Linked DNA regions of Zea mays: regions 2 and 3 are each linked to region 1. Evidence: chromatin contacts called from public Hi-C data. All regions are on one chromosome and are shown on one strand. Each heading gives the region's core, a stretch centred on a gene start, on an enhancer-like site or on the middle of the called end of the contact. The rest is flanking DNA. Distances are from core to core; before and after follow the strand shown. Region 1 holds the start of LOC103632676. Region 2 holds the start of LOC100193792. Region 3 holds the start of LOC100274470.

Region 1 (2,700 bases), core at 108-2,607:
CAGCTGAAAAAATAAATGATGCACCAACTAGAGAACCAGCTGGAAAAATAATAGAGATGACATCTAAAAATACAGATGAAGGACGATAAAAAATGCAATCAAAGAGACACCTAAATGGCAGTTGAGAACTAATTAAAGAGCTAGATGAAACTATGTCTGTTTCATCAGCTGGTCCAAATCAGGAGGAAAACACCTGAGGTTCACTTGCTGAAGGTCCTGTGATTTTGCATTTATGCTATTATCATCAGTGTTGGTCACTTGTTCTCAAATGCTGTGGATCAAGAACAAGGCAACAAAATTGTTAAACATTAAGGACCTTCGTCCTTCGAAACATTATCTTCTCTCGGATATAATGATCTTCAGACGAAGGTCATGAAGAAAACGTCTCCACAATTCATAAGAAATAAGAGGTTATGTTATACACACGAGATGTATTATCCATTCATATATTTATTCCTTGACAAATATATCAACATTATCAGATTTTATATTACATTGATACCTTCGACTTGTTCGAAGGCGATGACGCGAGAGCAATTACCATCCAGCGTGAACGGTACGGGAGTACTACGCTATTACATTTATGCCCTCAATAGTTATATACAGAGTTTACAAGATGTCATAAGGACAACATCACTATTTGTATTTAATAACTTGAGCAACACCTTCTCCTTGCATCATCTCATTGTTTCGTCGTGACGAAGCCTGCTTGATGAAGCGTGTTTCGTTGTACTTTCTTTTCGTTATGCTGAAGCCACGTTGTCTACCCGCTTCGCCATGATGAAGCCTGTTGGACAAAGCCTGCTTTGCTCCTCTTGTGTTGTACCGAAGTTTTTAAATGGTTAACTGTGTTTTTTAGGACCTTCATAAGAGTAAGACCCCAACAATCGGGTTTATTGTGAACTTAAATGCCCTCCTTTGAAAACGGGAATGTCATTAACTTTGGACGTTCAAAATGGTTCTGCTCTGAAATGGAAAAGTGAATACAGAGGACATAAAATTTTCTAGCTGTTAATTTTCACTCGTACCAATACGTATTTACAAAAATATGAGATATTAAAGTCGATAAAAATATATGTGTTCATTTTTATATAATCATTAGACACTATATTTTATCGAATAATTTATATACCGTCGTAATCCCGTGGTATAGTTAAATGGATAGGCCATTAACCTTGATTTCGTGAATAAATAGTCCTTGTTCTGAACTTGGGCCAGGCAAAACTAACGTGATGGCGGAGGCCTTCCAACACCACCACGCGGGTACTCAATACTCATTTCACTTCAAACAAATTTCGAAACCCTGCCTGCTTCGCTTTCGGCAGCCCACGCGGACTTGGGCCCGCTTGCCATCGATAGTTTCGTTACGCCTCTTTTAATCTCTCCGCTCCTTCGTATCCTCCCCTTCCAGTCTTCCACTCGTAAACCACTACCTGCGATCTCCGCACCCGCGCTCACCGGCTCACCGCTATCTACTCCGCATCCGCCGGCCGCCGGCGAGCCCCTCCTCCTCCACGATCCGTGCTTCCCCGGTAAGCCTCCCATTATTTTTTTGTTTGAACTTTGAGCCCGTGCATCCTCGCGTTACCCGCGAATCTGCTCCCACTGAACAACCCCCTGCGCCCACATCGGCGCGAGATGAAATCTGCCGCCAGGCTCCGCGCTGCGGCCGTGCCGCGAAGCCCGCGTTCTCTCCTCCTGTGCGGCTTCTACTCCGCCTCGCCCGCCGGACAGCTGGATCCGCGGCCCGATCCGGCCCCGGGCCCCGATCCGCGGCTCGTCGGCGCGCTCTGCCGTGTGCTCAGCAACTAACGCGGGCCGGGGCACGACCTCCGCGCCACGCCTCACGTCCGCAGCGGCGGCTGCCGCAACCTTCCCGTGCCCTCCCTCCGGTTCTTCCTCTTCGCCGCCGCGCTGCCGGGGTTCACCGTTCACACACCTTCTGGGCTCGCTTCTCATTCTCGCCGGTTCGCTTGCGGGGCGCGGCTCTTCCGCTTCTGCGCTCTCTGCTATCCGATATCCCGCGACGATGCCATCCGAGCTTTCTCCGCCATGGAGATTGGAGATGTTCGGTTTCCTACTTTCCTGCCGAGGGTCGCTGATCTCCATTCCCTGATCTTCATGTTATCGCATAATGGCCTGGTAGAGCGAGGCATTCTTTAGGCAGTCGCCATTTCAGTTTGATGTCTCGGCGAAAACCTAAACCATCCTGATCTCTGAGTGGGCTGTTGATGAGAATCTACAGAAGGCTCAGAAGCTGTTTGACGAAATAATTGGTGGTGTTTGGTTACTAGGACCAGGTAGTCGGTTAACCGAAGTTTTTCGGTTCGGTTCTTTCGGTTTTTTCAAAGTTTAGTTTCTGAAGAACATCAACCGAAATTCTATTTAAAAAAGGAAAAACCGAACCTTCGGTTAATCGTATAATTCGGTTTGTTTTCCGGTTTAACTGAAAAACCGAACTTAAATGGTTCATATGAATAAAAAATACATATGTACGGACCTGTGAGCAGAATGGCAATGACTAATATGCAAGCAGTTATTAGGTGCAAGCGTACAAGCAACCATCTTGGTTTGTTAGATTAGATCCAATTGTATGTGTAATCGTGGTTTGTTAGAGGCTTTTTTATAAAACTACACGAGGTGGTGGTTGGAGGATTTAAATATTAAATATGACATTGTGATTAGATTTAAATCTAACGG
Region 2 (2,700 bases), core at 34-2,533, 140 kb before region 1:
CCCTCCTTGATTGTTTCTTAGGCTACCACCAAATATCCCTCAGCGAAGAGGACAAGCTGAATGCTAGTTTCGTCACCCCTTCAGCACCTATTGTTTTGTGAGGATGCCCAAAGGCCTCAAAAACACCGGGTCCACTTTCTCCCGCCTCACGCAGTCTATAATACTCAAGGACCAGGTTGACAGAAACATCTTCACCTACGTCAACGACATTGTCGTCGCAATCAAAAGAAAAGCTGATCAGCTGTCAGACTTGGTAGAGACTTTCTCTAACATGAGAGAGGCCAGACTCTGGCTCAACCCAAAAAATGTATCTTCGGCATCCACAGGGGCTGAGTTCTGGGCTACATAGTATCAAGGAAAGCCATTGAGGTGAACCCTAATAAAATCAGGGCCATAGTAGAAATGCATCCGCCACATACAATGAAAGAGGTCCAAAAGCTAACCGACCACATCGCAGCTGTGAACAGATTCATCTCGAAGTCAGTCAAGCGAAGCCTATCATTTCTAAAGGTGATGCGAGGTGCCAAGGACTTCACATGGGTCCAGAAGCTACAATTTCCTACTATTTGTCTTGTCGCGCACCTGAGATCTCACTTGCTTTCTAAGTGTTTGGATCCACGTGATAGCGTGTCCGCTTGTGTCAGTGCCCAACAAGCACGTCTCAGTTCTCATCGTACGGATGGCTGTGACTACGAGACTTGCTCGATTACTCTGTTGACGTCGTTGAATTTGAAAAGTTGGGCCGCACGCGCACGTGCCACGCTAGCTGGGTCGACTCGGTCTGAGGAATTTTCGAGCTAAAAAAATCGGCTCGACTCGGCTGGTTGTAAGCTCATGAGCCTCGTCTCGCCGAGCTACACTGAATCTAAGCGAGCTGGCTCAGCCCGGGCTGTTATCTATAGCTATCTCTAGCAGCTTATCTATACCTATACTCATATTCAAACTCTACTATGCGAACAGTACAGTAAAACAATATTGTTTTGGTAAACTTTGAATAGAATCCTGCAAACGGCCTAAATATGGCTACGCGTTCCTAATCAAAATTGGGAACATGTCCATCAATTCCTTTGTGTTCAGCAGTTGGTCCCGTCGTTTACCACCAGTCCACCGCAACATGCCGCCCCACTTCTCAGTGACTCCCCACTGGACCGTAGTCCGCAGCAGAGGCAGAGCGAGGCCAAAGCGTGCACGGTACACCACTACACCGTGCACTACAGTGAGTCCGGAGCGGAGTCATCTACCCCCCGACTCGATTCGTGACGAGATCTCTCTCCTCCGAATTCCTCGATCGATTCGTGTCGAAAAACCCCAGCCCCTCCCCACCGCCCCCCCCCGTCGGAATCCCGAATCCATCCCCGATGGCGCAAGGCACCGTGCCCTCCGCAGCCGGGGCCGGCGGCGGCGGCTGCCCCTCGGCCCCCGCCGTCTCGACGACTCCTCCGGGCACGCCCCGGGCTGCCCCGCCTCCGCCATCTACCTTCGCGACCGGATTCTACTACGCCGTGGAGCTCTATTTCGACCCGGCGCTGGAGAACCAGGTGCTCAAAGCGTGGAACGCGCTGGCGCGGCGGCAGCTAGGCAGCCGCCTCATCGACGCTGCCGCCCGCCCGCACCTCCCGCTGCTCCACCTCCCCGCCGCCGCGCTCCCGCCTCCTGGCACCGGCGCGGGCGGGGATCCGCTCCTCCGCCTCGCACCCTCGCTCCGCGCGCTCGCGTCGCGCCTCGACCCGCTCGCGCTCGCGCTCTCCTCGCTCGCCGCGCTCCCAGCCTCCGCCTCCTCCTCCCCGCACGACAACGTTCTCTTCCTCGCGCCCACTCCAACCGCCGCGCTGCTCGGCCTCCATGCGCAGCTCTGCGAGCTGCTGCGGAAGGACGCTGGCGTCGAGGTCCCCGACGCGTTCCGGCCCGACCACTGGCTACCGCGGTGCGCCGTCGCCGTCGACGTGCCCCGCGGCCGCATGGCGGAGGCCTTCTGCGTGCTCCGAGAGCTCAAGCTGCTTCCCGTCTCCGGGTACGGGATGGACATCGCGCTCGTCGAGGTCGGGGCCACCGTTAGGGAGCTCGTGTCCTACCCGCTCGGCGGTGGCAGCAGCGCTGGAGCGGACTGAGAGGTGAGATAATCTTCTTGTTCTCGCTTCTCTGTGATCTATTTACATTTAGTGCTCTGTTTAAGTAGGAACTTCTAAACTTGATACTGATTCTTCGCCGATTTAGCAATTGACATGGTAGTGTGCGATCAACTAGGAGATTTATGGCGATTGTATTACAGTGGACTAATCAGGATGGAAGAATCCTTAGTGAAACAACCTGCTACTAGTTTCTTTTGTCTTACAGCGGTGATACCAAAATCTACTTCTAAATGCTTTACAAGAAGCTTTCCTTAACTCCTGCATTACATTTGTAGCTTGCAATGAATGATATTTACTGAGTTGCATAATTGTATATCACTTACTCACAGTCACCACTTTACTCTAATAGATACCGTGCCTAATGGCATTTGTTTTATGATATTATGAGGACATATGATATGTTTATAGTGCTAGCTTGTCGTAAGGAAAGGGAAAAAAATGGATGGTTCTTCCTTCTGAGGCACTGTTTGTTTGGGCTTTTTCAGCTTCTGGCCACCAAAAGGTACTCTGGACTATCAAACATCCAGCTTTTCAGACCGCTTCTATAAAAATTGCTTTGGTAAAAATCATC
Region 3 (2,700 bases), core at 85-2,584, 160 kb after region 1:
ACACGATATATGGCCAACCTTCAACTACGATAATTCCATCAAGTCAGGGTTCTTATGCTAATGCCACAATGCCGGGTTTTAATATGCACATGACTTCTTCTATGATGGATGCTCGTAGTATACAAGAAGGATACACCAGTCTCTTATTTGGAGTTGATAAAGATGCTGCATCAGCTATTAGCCAATTACATTTTGATGGAGTGCTAGATAATGAAAATATATGACTTTACTCTTTGGTTTTTATTTTGTATAAGGACTCAAACATTCCATATTTTAGATGACAAGGTAAATTTCATGTTTATTCTATTTTTATATTTGTAACATTGCTGCTTTTCTTCGGCCAGAACTCTTTTTGTCATTTCATCAAACGCTTAGTGGCCTGAGATTCAGACATGGGGCAGGCCTCCTCGTTCCAGCTTCCCATCTTACAAATCTCGTCTAACAGCTACACGAACTCAACAGTCTATGGCAACATTGCAATCCAGCCGCACATCTCTCCCAACACCAAAGCGTCGAGCCGTGATCCTTTTTAGTCTTCACATCTCGAGCCGAGTCGAAGACAAGGTGGCGTTGCGCGTAGGTTTATATGTGTCTGTCCAGCTAATGCCTTGTTCGTTTCTGCCGGATTAGTGGGTCGAAACGATTCCTGACCGGATTGCTTCTCTAATTTATATAAACTTTGATTAGACCTTGTTCGTTTACGTCGGATTGCACCCGGAATCGTTCCAACTAATCAAAGTTTATATAAAATAGAGAAACAATCCGGCTAGGAATCGTTCCGCCCCACCAATCCGACACAAACGAACAAGGCCTTAGTTGGAACGATTCCGGGTGCAATCCGACAGAAACGAACAAGGCCTAAGGCCTTGTTCGTTTCTACCGGATTGGTGGGTCGGAATGATTCCGAACCGGATTGCTTCTCTAATTTATATAAACTTTGATTAGGTAGAACGATTCCGGGTGCAATCCGACACAAACGAACAAGGCCTAACCGATAAGATTATCACGCGTAACCAATCCAGACCGCTTCACTGTGATGTGTGTTGCGGCCAGTTCGCACGGAATTTTTTTCCCACGCCTAGGCCTGCGCCAGACCAACCCACCCGGCCACGCGCCACCTCAAAGGCCAACGACCAGCAAAAGCAGCAGACTCTCAATGGCACGCGAGCCCCACCTGCCACCTCCGATCCGTCGCCTCCACCAACCCCGCCTTATTCAAAAAATTTATTCGCCGAAACCCCTTGCCAATGCCACCTCGCCGCCTCCGCCCGACCCAGCAAAAAGGCACGACGACCTCTACCTCTACCTCGCCGCCACCGTCACCGTGGCCCGCCGCCATATAAGTAAACCCTCGCCTCGTCCTCCTCCCAGGCTCGCCACCCTCCGCCTCCGACACATGGCCCACCCGCACCTCGTGCTCCCCTCCCCGAAGTCCCTCCTCCCCGCCGCCGCAACTCCATCGCGCCGCGCCGTCGCCATCCGCGCGGCGATCTCCACCGCTTTGTCTCCGGCCAAGGCGGCAGCTGGAGCAGAGGCGGTGCGATCGATCCGCGCGCGGCAGATCGTGGACAGCCGCGGGAACCCCACCGTCGAGGTCGACCTCGTCGCCGGGGACGGACGCCTCCACCGCTCCGCGGTGCCCAGCGGGGCGTCCACGGGGATCTACGAGGCGCTGGAGCTCCGCGACGGTGACAAGGCCGTATACGGCGGGAAGGGCGTACTCCAAGCTGTGCGCAACATCAACGAGGTTATCGCGCCTAAGCTCATAGGCGTCGATGTGAGGTGAGCTGGATATCACTGTCTCGGATTGATTTCTGTTCGAATGATGGATCTGTCTGTTTGATCACCAGTGTGACTGCTGCAAAGTGGGTAGTTGGAAAACGTGGTGTGCGTGTGTCATTTGGCTGTGATCCATAGTTGAACTGCATCAGTTCATGGGGGTTTAGTGAGCTGATTAGTTTGACTCCTATCTGAAAATGATGCTTTGGATCTTCTCGTGACTACCCTAAAAGTTTGAAGTAAAATGTGGCTAAATTTGTGGGGGACATATCCTTTGCAATCACTCATTTGGTGCAATTGTGCATTCAAATCATTCAGAACATCTAATCTAGATTCAATGGTTTCATATGGAAGGGGTTACAAATGTAAAATAGTTACTAGGTTTTAACTAGAAGGGGTTAAATGTAAAATAGCAGACACCATTGGATTTTGATTGGATGCACTAGATCGCTTGATAAATAGCAGTCATCGTTAAATGTAAAATAGCAGTCACACTTGCACCAACATGATTAATTACACCGGACATGTTCCCAAATTTGTGGAAGTGCATATGTATGCCATACTTGGTTTATTTACATGTTGGGAACTTATTGGTTTTGTAGGTCATGGAGCAAACTTGTGTGTAGTTTGGTTATATAGGAATTAGGTGCTTTTGTACTTTTGATTGGCTGCTTGTAATATGCTTTTGTCCAGCTGCTGCTTCAGCAGCCTCATCTCGCAAATTTACTGTACTGACAGTCACCAACAGCTGCATTTACCAGCAGCCAAACGGACCCATAATATTTTTTGACAGAAAGCAACAAGGAGAACCCTAATGTCCTAAATAACTTGACATGCATTCCTGAACAACAGTTTTTACAGAAAGCAACAAGGAGAACTCTAATGTCCTAGGTAGCTTGATGTCAAGGTATGTCCGATGAT

What was found. Hi-C and Micro-C count contacts between places; a contact is called where the count stands out from the background.
Region 2: a Hi-C map of leaf shows a contact between it and region 1, with 4 times the contacts expected there. The contact joins the promoter of LOC100193792 here to the promoter of LOC103632676 in region 1. A contact is called at or near these places in 4 of 25 Hi-C or Micro-C datasets (ear, endosperm, leaf and 1 more).
Region 3: a Hi-C map of leaf shows a contact between it and region 1, with 4 times the contacts expected there. The contact joins the promoter of LOC100274470 here to the promoter of LOC103632676 in region 1. A contact is called at or near these places in 4 of 25 Hi-C or Micro-C datasets (ear, endosperm, leaf and 1 more).

Annotation. Positions count from the first base shown.
Region 1 is chr7:106,822,975-106,825,674 of Zm-B73-REFERENCE-NAM-5.0, reverse strand. LOC103632676 reads left to right here and starts at 1,357. Exons shown (of 3, transcript XM_008654424.1): 1 at 1,357-1,532. It also overlaps the pseudogene LOC103632675.
Region 2 is chr7:106,960,069-106,962,768 of Zm-B73-REFERENCE-NAM-5.0, reverse strand. LOC100193792 reads left to right here and starts at 1,283. Exons shown (of 2, transcript NM_001138877.1): 1 at 1,283-2,111. The coding sequence starts at 1,359. The coding sequence ends at 2,108.
Region 3 is chr7:106,658,139-106,660,838 of Zm-B73-REFERENCE-NAM-5.0, reverse strand. It overlaps LOC100274470, which reads left to right and starts at 1,334. Exons shown (of 7, transcript NM_001148829.1): 1 at 1,334-1,782. The coding sequence starts at 1,397.